Regions from separate parts of the Mus musculus genome. Here regions 1 and 3 are each linked to region 2. Evidence: chromatin contacts called from public HiChIP or PLAC-seq and Micro-C data. All regions are on one chromosome and are shown on one strand. The core of a region is the stretch at or near the end of the contact, and the rest is flanking DNA. Distances in the headings are between cores, read along the strand shown. Region 1 overlaps Ece1 (endothelin converting enzyme 1). Region 2 holds the start of Kif17 (kinesin family member 17). Region 3 holds the start of Alpl (alkaline phosphatase, liver/bone/kidney).

Evidence for each region. Hi-C and Micro-C count contacts between places; a contact is called where the count stands out from the background. HiChIP or PLAC-seq counts read pairs in DNA pulled down with a chosen protein or histone mark.
Region 1: a contact with region 2 is called in an H3K4me3 HiChIP or PLAC-seq map of bone marrow-derived macrophages, with 3 times the contacts expected there. The contact joins the enhancer-like site here to the promoter of Kif17 in region 2. A contact is called at or near these places in 1 of 39 promoter capture datasets (hippocampal neurons), 1 of 15 datasets of contacts at CTCF or cohesin (embryonic stem cells), 22 of 484 Hi-C or Micro-C datasets (B cells, the G1E-ER4 cell line, Th2 cells and 9 more), 10 of 115 datasets of contacts at active chromatin or transcription factors (bone marrow-derived macrophages, embryonic basal ganglia, embryonic forebrain and 5 more) and 2 of 9 other capture datasets (embryonic stem cells and liver).
Region 3: a contact with region 2 is called in a Micro-C map of embryonic stem cells, with 2.6 times the contacts expected there. The contact joins the promoter of Alpl here to the promoter of Kif17 in region 2. A contact is called at or near these places in 2 of 39 promoter capture datasets (both in liver), 1 of 484 Hi-C or Micro-C datasets (embryonic stem cells) and 2 of 115 datasets of contacts at active chromatin or transcription factors (embryonic forebrain and embryonic stem cells).

Annotation. Positions count from the first base shown.
Region 1 is chr4:137,950,890-137,954,945 of GRCm38.p6, reverse strand. Ece1 (endothelin converting enzyme 1) reads right to left here. Exons shown (of 19, transcript NM_001369179.1): 14 at 3,345-3,448. Among named protein-coding and RNA genes, the nearest start is that of Eif4g3, 41 kb to the left of the region's middle. Within about 2 kb of position 1,340, at least 9 of the 459 cell types and tissues checked have an H3K27ac peak or open chromatin away from gene starts, as enhancers often do. A contact at or near this core is called in bone marrow-derived macrophages and cortical neurons, where this site is marked.
Region 2 is chr4:138,259,713-138,263,955 of GRCm38.p6, reverse strand. It overlaps Kif17 (kinesin family member 17), which reads right to left and starts at 1,705. Exons shown (of 15, transcript NM_010623.4): 1 at 1,223-1,705. The coding sequence starts at 1,453. It overlaps Sh2d5 (SH2 domain containing 5), which reads right to left. Exons shown (of 10, transcript NM_001099631.1): 10 at 2,988-4,243.
Region 3 is chr4:137,795,051-137,799,164 of GRCm38.p6, reverse strand. Alpl (alkaline phosphatase, liver/bone/kidney) reads left to right here and starts at 2,781. Exons shown (of 12, transcript NM_007431.3): 1 at 2,781-2,923.

The DNA of each region.
Region 1 (4,056 bases), core at 91-2,590, 310 kb after region 2:
ATATACATAAAATAAATACATGCGTAAAATAGGTAAAAATCCTTTTCTTTCTTTCGTTCTTCCCCCACCCCCCTGAAAAAAGAGTTTCTATCTGTTGCCCTAGGTCTTGGAAGTCCCTCTATAGATCAGGCTGGCCTGGTAACTCAAAGATTCGCCTACCTCTGCCTCCTGAGTGCTGGGATTAAAGGCATAAGCCACAACCACCCAGCTAATTTTTTTTATTATTATTATAAAAGGGATAGTAATATGTACAAGCATTAGACTATGCACAACTATTAAAGTCTTCCTCTTTCCTGCTGGGCATGGTGGAACAGACTTTTAATTCCTGCACTTGGGAGGCCAAGGTGGGCAGATCTCTGTGAGTTTGAAGCCAGCCTGGTCTACATAATGAGTTCCAGGAGAGCCAAGGCTAGGTAGAGAGACCCTGTCCCAAAAAAATCCAAAAGAAAAACCACGACCAACAAAAACCTTCCCACTTCCTAACTGGCTGTCTGTGTGAGGCTGGCTTTTCTATATATACTCTTAAGCAAACTGTTAGAGTGGATGATATAGAGGCAGACATGAGAACCCAGCTGCCTGCTAAACCAGAAATAAAGAAAGCTGAGGAGACTGGGGCTGAGCACAGTTGTAGAGAAAGGCTGATTCCACCCCCAGAGCTGGTCCTGAAAACAGTAAACCTCTGTTTTTATCAATACCTCTGTTTTTATCATCCACTCAATTATCTACCTACCGAGAAAAGATTCATGGGAGCTAGAGAGATGGCTCAGCAGTTAAGAGCACTTTTTTGTTTGTTTTCTTTTCTTTCTTGTTTTTTGTACATTTTTGGTTTGTTTGTTTTTCCAAAACTTTGGAACTCACTCTGTAGACCAGGCTGACCTCAACTCCGATCCGCCTGCCTCTGCCTCCCCAGTGCTGGGATTAGAGGCGTGCACCACCACTGCTGACTGCACTTGTTGCTCTGGCAGAGGACCTGGATTTGGTTCTCATTATCACATGGCAGCTCACAACCATCTGTGTCTCTCGATCCAGAGCATCTGACCCCTCTTCTGACCTCTGTGGGCACCAGGCATGCACACGGTACACAAACAGAAAAGCAGGCAAAATACTCATCTATGTCATGAAAAACATTGTAAAGGTTGCCAGGTAACTGTGGGGCAGAGCCTAGAAGAAATGCCGAGACGAGGAGCCACACACCAAGAGAGGCAGCCAGACCAAGAGGGACTCAGAAGATCGGATGAGATAAATCAGTGAAATCAAATGGACAGAATCCGGCATGCAACCGGCATCCAGTAACTGCTGAATGTCACAAGAACTCCAGAAGGCTGAGGCAGGAGGATAATGAGGTCAGGAGGAAGAAGAAGAGGAGGAAGAAGAGGAAGAGGAACTGATAATGCCAGCTAGCCCTAGAGTGAAGCTGATTCTTGTGGGAAACAAAGCCAAAAGCAGGAAATATAAATTAATCTAAGTAGACAGCTAAGAATTGTATGTTAATTCAAGTCAGCTAAACCGATCTGTAAAACATTCACTTATATAAAACCAATCAATCCATCAATCAACCAATCAATCTTTGGGCTGGAGAGATGGCTCAGTGGGTAAGAACACTGACTGTTCTTCCGAAGGTCCTGAGTTCAAATCCCAGCAACCACGTGGTGGCTCACAACCACCCACAGAGTGAGCAGATGTGTCATAAATTCAATTCCCAACAACCAGATGAAGGCTCACAACCATCTGTACAGCTATAGTGTACTCACATACATATAAATACATACATACATACATACATACATACATACATACATAAATATATAAATCTTTAAAAAAAATTCAGATGAATTGGCAGCCCTGCCTGTGCCCATCTGAAGCCCATCTTTTGCTTAGAGGAAACAGGTGTCTGAATCTCCTGTCCACAAGAGGGCGCCAGAGGCAAAGGGGAGTTGTCATCACCTAGGTTACAAATTCTGCAAAAGATGTTTTGGAGTCAGAAAGTTAATCTGAGGAACACTGAGCTGAGAGGGCGTCTGACTTTTCTGAAGAGATGTTGTTTGTTTGTTTTGTGCTGTTTTTGTTTTGCGACCAGGGCACGGAACCCAGGGCTTCATTCACACCAGGCAAGTTCTCTACCCATGAGTATTATATACATGCTTAGCTAGAGTGAGTCTGTCTGTCTGTCCTATCTATCTATCTATCTATCTATCTATCTATCTATCTATCTATCTATCTATCTATCTATCTATCTATCTATCTATCCATCCATCCATCCATCTATCTATCTATCTTTGTTTGTGTGCGGTGCATGCTTGAGTGTTATTTATTTGTGAGTGTGGCATATGCACATGTGTGCACACGTGTGTGCAGAGGCCAGAGGTCATTGTTGAGTGTCTTCCTCTACTGCTGTCCATCTCAATTTCTTGAGGCAAGATCTCTCATGGTACCTGGAGCTTGCCAGCTTGGCTAGGCCGGCAGGTGGGACAAGCTCCGGGGTCTTGTCTCCTTTGCCTGCACCGACGTGACAGATCACAGTGCCTCCATACTTCTATAGCAAGCACTTTTTTTCTTACTAAATAAAATACTAACACACCCAAAGCTGTGTGCAGCGGCATGTGCTCACTGTGAGGCACTGGGGACGCTGAGGCAGGAGGAGCAGTGGAGCTCAGGAGTTCAAGGCAATCCTGGACAACATGCTAAAACCCCATCCTCAAAGACAGTGGAAGACGGACACTGGGTCTCCCTACTGGTTATTCTGATTTAAGAGGCTCTGGGGTTTGTTTGCACGGTTGGGGATCAAGGCTAGATCTTTGCAGGTAAAAGGCAAGCACTCTACCAACTGGGCCACACCCCGGCACCTAGGTTGTGTCTCTGAAAAAGGCCCTCAGGTGCTCCTGCTGTGGTACAGCTTGGTTCAGCAGTTCGAGTGGCTGGGGCCCATCCGGAATCTTCTTCAAACCCCTATGGAAAAGCCACCACTTTTGTTCATGGGGAATTGAGGACCACATGGGGGCCCTGCCCAATGATCCAAGACCATGTTTTTTCCTTCCCACGGGCAAGAAGGAGAAGCAAGCTCTGACGGCTGCTGAATCAGCAATGCTGCGTGCGACAGGAAGCCGGCTCTGTTCGGCTCCGGGGTGCTGACCACTCTGCTAGCAGGCCAGGTGAGGGGTGATGCTGACCCACCCACCCCCAGCCAGGAACCTTGCTGGCCAGAGAAGCACCTCCATCCCTCGGAGGGTGCTTAGAACACCTGTCTCTGGTTCACAAACGCAAGCAATGAAGCCAAGTGCCCCCCCCAACCTCAGGTCACCCTGGGTCTCCCGGTGTGCAAGGAGCCCACACCTTGGGGAACTCACTGATCTCTGTTGGGAGCTTTTCTGAGCTGGTCAGCTGTGACCCTCCATGAGAAGTTGAAAAAGCGCATGGCGTTCTCAAAGTAGAGATCAGGAACTGCTGTGTACTGAGGAAATAAAGCAGAGACTCCTGTAAGAGAACGGTTAGGCTGGGCGTGGTGGCGCATGCCTTTAATCCCAGCACTTGGGAGGCAGAGGCAGGCAGATTTCTGAGTTCGAGGCCAGCCTGGTCTACAGAGTGAGTTTCAGGACAGCCAGGGCTATACAGAGAAACCCTGTCTTGAAAAAAACCAGAGAACAGTTAGGCTGGGAACCTTCTAGAATTGTGAGAACTCAGGCCCCACAAGGCCAGAGAGTGGAATGGAGGGCTCAGGTTCTCTCTTTTTGTTTGTTTGTTTGGTTGGTTGGTTGGTTTTTCGAGACAGGGTTTCTCTGTATAGCCCTGGCTGTCCTGGAACTCACTCTGTAGACCAGGCTGGCCTCGAACTCAGAAATCCGCCTGCCTCTGCCTCCCGAGTGCTGGGATTAAAGGCATGCGCCACCACTGTCCTGGCTTGACTCTCCCTTTCAAAGACACCCTAGAACTGTTACCCAAGAGTGCCTGAGAGGGTCACGATGCTATGTGCCACCCTAACATAATAGCACTTGGGACTTCAGCAAGACTATGTCCAGTGCTGACAGACATATCCTATGCCTGTCTTAGCTAATATGGTCA
Region 2 (4,243 bases), core at 456-2,955:
AGGAACACACGTTCAAATAGTCAAGGTGTCATCTCTAGATAGAGGGAGGCGAGTGCTCTGCAGGGTCCCTGGGACAGAAGTAGGACTGAAAGCTCCCAGGAGGCCTGAGTGCGTGGGACACTCTGGAGACCAAGAAACAAAAATGGAACAGGCTGCTTCCAGGGCACGAGCTACAGCCACTTAAGACATGCAAGCAAGGGCGAGGCCTTTACTCGATGGAGATTCAAACACCCGAGAAGCAAGAGGGACTGAATCAGATGAAATCTCTGATTCCTTCTAGCCTAAAAATCAGGTCAACAGGATGATAGCGGAGCTACCCTCAGAGCCTTGGACTGCTCCCTTGGGGCAGCTGTTCCTTGCCTTCTGAGTATTCAGAGGGCACCACCTCTGGTCAAGTGCTCTGTGGTCTACATTATCAGTCAGAAAGCCTTTGGAGTGGGGTCAGAGTTCAGCAAAGCAGAGATGCATGCTTGACCCTAAGTTCTAAGGATGCGTCTCTATTCCTGGCTCAGCACCACACAGGCTGGAGGCTTTGAAACACATCTCAATAGGCAGGAGAGGCAGAAGAGATGAAAGAGCCTGCCAGTCAAAATAGAAAGCATCCGTGTTAAATATTTTGGGATTTCTTTGCATAAGGGTTTCTCCAAACCTCAGATACTGGAGCACATGGAAGCACCACACTGTTTCTTTCTTGGAAAGACAAGTGTTTTCTCTACTACTCAAACGAGAAGAGTTCAAACATGAGGATTTTGCTTGTGGGGTTGAAATGGGGGCAAGTGTGAACAGAGGAGAGAAGACTCCTGGGACGCTTAGGAGGGAAGGAGGCTGAGGAAAATGGCTGGAGCTTTCAGGATCCTACAGGTCTGGAATGAGGACAGAGGACCAGGAGTCTAGAGTCTTTGGTAATGGGGCTGCAAGCGATGCGGGTTAGGACAAGCAGGGACGCTGAGCAGTCCTGGGTCTGAAGTTCTGCAGAAAAAGCTGCAAAGGACGGGCATGTACCAGCTGGGGTGCTGGGTTCAGCTGGGAGGTTGCCACCACACTGGGGGCAGGTCCCCGGTGGATACAGTCAGGACAAGCCTTCAGACTAACCTGCCGCTATCTACCTGTGCCCGGAGCCTTCTCGCTTGGCTTTTGGGGTAGGGGCTGGGTTAACCCACCTATCCTGTCTCCACTTTCCGGGAGCCCCGAGCCTGGCCCTTCAGTCTCGGGACGCCCTCACCTCCACCAGCGGGTAGGCGATCTCGTTGTAGATCTGCTCGGTGAAGTGTTCTATGTAGTAGGCGCCATCGAAGGTGAACTGCTTTGGGGGTTCGTCCGCCGCTCCCGGGTTCTGAATGAAGCATTGGCCGCGCGCACTGTCCACCGTCACCACCGACTGGCAGCTCAGCTCGCGCTCGCGCTTGTTCATGGGTCGGCAGCGCACGACCACTTTCACTGACTCCGAGGCCATGGCTGCCCGGGGGCGTGGCCCGGTCCAGGGGGTGGAGCCAGAGCCCGCGCGGGGCGGGGCCTGGCGGCGGGGGCGGGGCCGCACCAGGGGGCCGGGACTCCCCGCGGGGCGCACTGGGTGTGGCAGGGGCTCGGCGGACAAGTGTGCGGGCTGGAACCCGGGCCGCCGCCTCCCGCGCCCGGGCTCGCCCGTCCCTGAGGCCGGGCCCGGGCGGGGAACGGGGGATCCGCGCTGCAGGCGCCGCCGCACGACCCGAGCCCCGGAGCTGGCCGGGTCACGCTCGCGCTCGTGCACGCCGTCTCGGCGTTCGCCGTTGCTGGGCAACCTCCGTGACGTCACAGGACGGAATGGCGAGTGCGAGGGAGAGCCCGGGTGCAGGGGATGCACCAGGCCGTAGGAACTACCCTATCCCATCCTCTGCTCTGTCTCACAGGCATCGCAGCTCCAGCCCAGTGAGGTTCAGCAACCCCGCAGAGGTAGGCAGGGTAAGACTTGGAGCCCACATCTGACTCCACTTCCCTTAGGGGTTACAGACTGAGAGGGACAGTCTGAGAGTGACAAGGACTTCACTGCCCCCTATCCACAGCCCTAAGAATTCATATTTTTAAAAGACGGGAAAACTGGGCCAGCAAGATAGCTCAGACAGTGAAAGGTGCTTGCTGCCATGCCTACATGGTCCCAGTCAATGCCCGGGACCCCACAAGGTGGAAGGACTCTTGTAAGCAGGTTCACACGCATAAATAAATATATTTGAAAAAAAAATTAAAAAGACAAAAAAAATTTAGGAGTTAATCTTTCTGTTGGAAAGGCCACACAGACTAACCTCCTGACCCAGTCTGTGCCACCAACCACCAAATTGCAGTGCTCCCATGAGTTCCTAGGCACAGAAACACCATCAGTCATTTGACAGGCTCTGGGAAGACAGCCTCTTGCAGTCTAGTAGGGGAAACTAACATTCGCATCTTCTCATACACACACACACACACACACACACACACACACACACACACACACATGCACCAAAGAATGACTACAAATGAGCCATTTCTGTGGGTCACCTTTAAAAGGATCCTCTGTTGGCTGGGGGGGCGACAGGAAAAGTATCTTGGATATAACTGGAGCTGAAGTTTGGTTTAGGCAGATGTGGGCTGTACAAAGCACCTACTACACTTTGCTGAGACGGTAAACAGATCAGAGTCTGAATTTTAATAAATTACATGTGTGTGCTCACGCGTGTGTGTGCATTTGTATGGATGCATGGATGTGCACCCAGTGTGGCGGTCAGAGGACAACTTACAGGATATGGGTCTCTCCTTCCACCACGTGGGACCAAGGGAACAAACTCAGTTTAGCAGGTTTGACAAAATGCACTGAGCCAGCTCACAGACCCATCTACTTTTTTCTCAAAGGCCCTCCCACGAAACCTCATCTCCTAATCCCTTCAGACCTCTCTGGACCCTGGTGGCCAGGACCTCGGTCCTATGCCAGCTGCAGTCATGTTTGACAGACAAAAGCAAAACAGGAAAACGACTTCTGCAGTCGACTGAAGAATGGGGTTTATTTGTCTCAAAGTGCACACAAGAGAGCCGTGGTGGTGGTCTGCATAGACACAGAGCCATGGCTTGTAAGTAAGACACTGTCTGAACACATGGGCTCCAGACTGCGTCATTTGTACCATGCGATCAATAAATGCTTTGGAAGAAAAATGTCAAAGGGCATGGGGGAAGGCTGGTGGTCCCTTGGATGTGCGGAGGTTCTCCTGGTATTGTACACATTGGAGATTCACACTACGAACATACCCTCTTGGAGGTGAGCCCTGGCCTAGAGTCTGGGCCAAAGTAGCTACCAAATTTCCTTGGGTGTAACTCTGCGGTTGGACACGGGATGGATATGCTAATCTCTCTGCTCCCATGGCAACCAGGCCCTACTCAGGAGTAGGCATGCAAGTGGCCATGGCATGGAAGGGAGGTGAACTCTTGTGAAAGAGTTCCACAGGCGCCTTTCTCTCCATCCCTCACAAGATGCCTCACTTGAAAGTGAAAGAAATGGCAATGCACTTACTGAGCTGAGGTCTTATCCCAGTGTCGGGGAGAGGCGGGGCGGAGGTTGGGGGGAGGGAGACAGGGATGTTGGAAGCACCCAGCCTGGGTTGTCATCTTTCTCCCCAGTTTGTCCCCTCTCTGTTCAATAGAGGCCACTTCCTTCCCAAGGGATCCAAAACCCAAAACCTGCGGCTTCCACTGAAACATGTGGTATTCAAGGCACTAAATGAAGACATCCCTGCTCCCTGCCTGCCCCTCTGCTTCCAAAGGTAATCCATCTTGTTCTTGTTCTTGTTCTTGTTGTTGATTTTTTATTTTTTGAGTCAGGGTTTCTTAGAGTAGCGTTGGCTGTCCTGGAATTTGCTCTGTAGATCACGCTGGCCTCAAACTCATAGAGATCTGCCTGCCTCTGCCTTCTAACCATTGGGATTAAAGACGTGCACCACCACCACCTAAGAAGTCTGTACTTTTGGGTGGATTCATATATTCTTCGGAGTTGACTTAAGGGACGCTTGAATTTGTCATTCCCTGGCTGGGCCGATGCCTTCCTCTAGAATCTGTCCCTGGACTGCCCCTTGCTAATGTCACCTCCCCCCACCATCCCCGTGGGACTTGAATTAATCCTAGTTCTCCACTGCAAATGGGGCTGAGGTTACCAGTGCCAGCCATGGCCAACGGTCAGCACTGTGTTCAAGGAAGCACCAACAGGAGGTGGCTTCCTAAAGCAGCCACCAAACTGAGTGCGGTT
Region 3 (4,114 bases), core at 1,532-4,031, 470 kb after region 2:
GACAGGCACAAAGGAAGTGTTCCTCAGCCGACGGCTCAGGATGGACTTTACTGGACTTTACTCCCCATTCTGGATGTAGGGCTGCTCTGGGCGGCCTGACCCACTGTGTGGACTCAGGAAGCCATACAGCAGGCCCCTCCATCCAAATCTCCAAGTTCATTTTTATACTGAGTTGAAGGTGGGGCCAGAGGGAGCCCCGGGAGTCACAAAACCGGAGCTTTGCTTGAAACATAACAATCACACCTTTAAACACCTACCAGAGTTCAGATGTCTTTCCTACCCCCAGGGGCCCAGCTGTCTCCTCTCCTTTGTCCTTGTCCACTGAGGTCCCTACTCTAAGCTTCTGGACCCCTGGCTCTTACTTGGTATCCCTGACCCCTTTTTTTTAGATATGGTCTCTCTCTGCAGTTGTTTGGTCTTGGATTTGTGATCCTCCTGCCTCAACCCTCTGAATATTAGGATTACAGGTGTGTGAGTCAACCCAGCTGTGACTATGAAACTTGGGCCTTACTTCAAGCAGGGAGCTCATGGCATGAAGTCAATATGGACAAAGAGAAAGAACGAACAGCTCTCAGGCACGGGAGCTTGGAGGTCAGGTGGTGCCATTTCCTATTTCTCGGAATCGTACCCTGGAGAAAAGACGGCGAGAGTTCTATGTAAGGGGCTGCTTCCACCGGCTGAGCAGGCCTGGCCCTGCAGAATCTGGGCTCCATTTACAAATGTTCTGGACCAAACAGCTTAACCAGAGGTACCTTGTCAGCCTACCAACCAGCCAGGACAGAGCTAGGGCAGGGGGTGGGGTGGGGTGGGGGCGGGTTTGGGCTCCTGATGTGAAGGCCTGACCCCCCTCCTTGCATCAAAAGTGGTACCCAGAGATCAGGGAAGCAAGGGATGCTGGGAGACACCATCTCAGGTGATTGCTTCCTTCTGTGCTGAATCTGGGACCCAGGGTCTCCTGCACATAGGCAAATGCTGTACCACTGAGCTGAATTCTTCAACTGAATTCTAGAGGGTCAGAGACCAACAACAGGGAAAGTGTAGCGAAGAAGGTGGCAGAAGGAGATCAGCAGCCACTCCGATCCCTTGGAGAGTGCTTTCGATTCTCCATGAAGACACAATGGACTCAGGCTAGCCATAAGTCAAGCCAGAATTGCTCATTCTCCATGTGTGGTGTTGGGGGCAGAGGAGAGGGGCTCCGTGGTAAGAGACAGGACCCTTCAGCCTTCAGCGCCTGCTGCTTCAGCTTCTCAGCTCTGCCAATGTTGGGAAGGGGGATCATTTATGATGCGGATGTCCCTCGGCACACAGATACAATCTCCAGCCTTTTGTCATCTTGAGCCCTTTGGCGCTAGCTAGCAAGTAATTGCCAAGTGCTGTGTTCTGAGCTCACTGCTGTCTTAACTCTCAGCTCCTTACAGACGAGGACTGCCGGGAAATGACCAAAGTTTCATTTATTCACCGCCCCAATGGCTTTTGCCATTATGACCTTGCTATGAAATACATAAATAAGGAGTAATTTACCCAATACTTGGTCTCACTTTGTAAAAACATAAACTTATTTCTCAAGGGAAATTTCCTAGCACCGCTGTAAATAAACAGCATTAATTATTAAAATACAAGAACAAATGAAAACAAACCCAGGCATTCCTGGGTTTTGGCATCAGGCTCCAGTTCCGGCCCTGAACTTACCGATGAGGTCACATGTTGTCTCTGGGCCTTGCTTTTCCTCCTGTAAAATGGGCTCAATAGTAGAGCTCATATAGAAGATGCCTGGACCTAAGACGGAACTTCAGGGTAGAAGTGATCAATCCTAGGTGCCCAGGAAGATGGAGTTCAGGGAAACCTGATCTTTGCTTTCAAATCTCTGGCTGTTGGGGATTAGAGGTACAGATGGGTTTTGTCAGCTTCAGTAGCGATGATAAGACCCTCCTCTTAGGAGGAAATGAGGAAGTATTCAAATGGTGGTGGCATTCAAACCTACCTCCAGGAGTTCACAGTAGGAAACGAATCAGAGACTTCAAAACCAGACTGGCTTTCAGGGGAAGGGAGGTGGTGGCCCTTGGGGAACTGGATAAGGCCCACTGGCACCCAGCGGTTGCCTTTCCTTGTTTCCTGTGCATGTTCCAAACTCGGTCTCTTATAACTCTCCCAATAACGTGAAGGAAGAAAAACCAGGGGATAGTGTCTGCGGGTTATAGAGCCTTGGCCAGTCCCCCGAAGTCACCAGAGCAGGCCTGTGGGCCTAGACAGTCTGGCTCCACTGCCTGGGAAGTGGTCTGCCCCGGGCAGGTCCTGGGGCTTCTGGCTGGGACAGACAGAATGTCCTGAGTCCCTGTTTCTTCAGATATTAGGGAGGGAGGGCCCTGTCCAAGGGGTCTCCTTCTGCTTCCTACTGACTTAGTTAAGGGCAAAAGAGAAAGTGGATAGGAAAGGGGTAAGGGTGTGAGGCTCAGAGGTGCACATGGTGACGGACAAGGATGTGTAGGCAGAAAGACGCACAGAAAAAAGGAGCCAGGTGGGTTCACAGACGCGCAGGGTCAGGCACAGGAAGACAACCATCGAGGGACAAAGTCTCCTACAGAGAAATCAAACCTAAAGACAAGCCAGCTGCACCCTGAAGCCAGGATGAGCCGCAGGGAAAGAGAGAGGCAAGGCGGGTTACCCTGCCTGTTGCAGCCCTACGGGCCGGGTCGAGCGCCGCGCTCCCGGCAGGGGGCGCCCTGGCAACGCAGAGGCACCCGCCTGGGGCTCGGGGTGCGGGCCGGGGGCGGGGCGGCCGGGGGCGGGGAGGCCGGCGGGTGCTCGGCCAGGCCGCCTTCATAAGCAGGCGGGGGAGGTGGCCGCCAGAGTACGCTCCCGCCACTGCGCTCCTTAGGGCTGCCGCTCGCGAGCCGGAACAGACCCTCCCCACGAGTGCCTGCAGGTAAGGAAAGCATGCTGCGCCCGTGGCTTGCGCGACTCCCACGCGCGCGCTCCGCCGGTCCCGCAGTGACTGTCCCAGCCACGGTGGGGACACGTGGAAGGTCAGGCTCCCTGGGGACCCACGACCTCCCGCTCCGGACTCCGCGCGCATCTCTTGTGGCCTGGCAGGATGATGGACGTGGCGCCCGCTGAGCCGCTACCCAGGACCTCACCCTCGTGCTAAGCACCTGCTCCCGGTGCCCACGCGCCTCCGTAGTCCACAGCTGCGCCCTTCGTGGTCCCTTGGCACTCTGTCCCGTTGGTGTCTAAAGTAGTTGGGGAGCAGCAGGAAGAAGGCACGTGCTGCGATCTTTGGCGGGAGAGATCGGAGACCGCGTGCTAGTGTCTGTCTGAGAGTGGGGGAGCCCAGGAAACGGAAGGAGCCTGTGAACGGTTCCAGGCTGTGTGCAGGTGAGAGTGGGGCTGCTGCCTTGCCCAGCGCGGGTAAGAAAGGGTTAAAGGCACAGTCACAGCGGCAGGACCCAAGACGGAGGAAAAAAACCTCATTCTTACTCCCACATTGTCCATGGTAATCCTTTTCAACGCGTAATGGGCCTGAGGAAGGAAGACTTGCAAAGGACTCTGGGGTATGCCTGTGAATCCTGATTAAAAAGGAAAGCTGGCGCGGCAACTCTGGAGAGATGCTGGCAGTCTGGAGGCTGAGGATCTCTGTGAGTTCGAGGCCACTCTAACACTCTAGGAAGATTAGGTCTCAAAATCATACACACACACACACACACACACACACACACACACACACACACACACACACACACACATACATATAACAGAGGGATTATTCTCAGGCCTGAAAGAACGTTTGGCTCCAAGAAGAATTCAAAGACCCCCCCTCAGGCAGCCTCAGATTCTCAGTCTGGTTGAGAATTAGGGCAACTGTTTATTAAATGCTGGATAAGGACTGCTCTGACACCTGACAGACTACAAATAGGGACAGAGAGTTTTAGACAATGTAGGCAATGACATTAGGCATTGAACCCTGTTGCCCATTCTCCACAGCCCAGGAGATTAAGGAGAGCCCCCCCCCAGTATGCCCTTCACCCTCCAAGCCTCTCTGGTCTCCCCAGTCAGCTCTTTCCTCTCCCACTCCCTGGCCGTCTCCTGTCTCTGCCTCCTTTTCCAATTCCTGAACCGT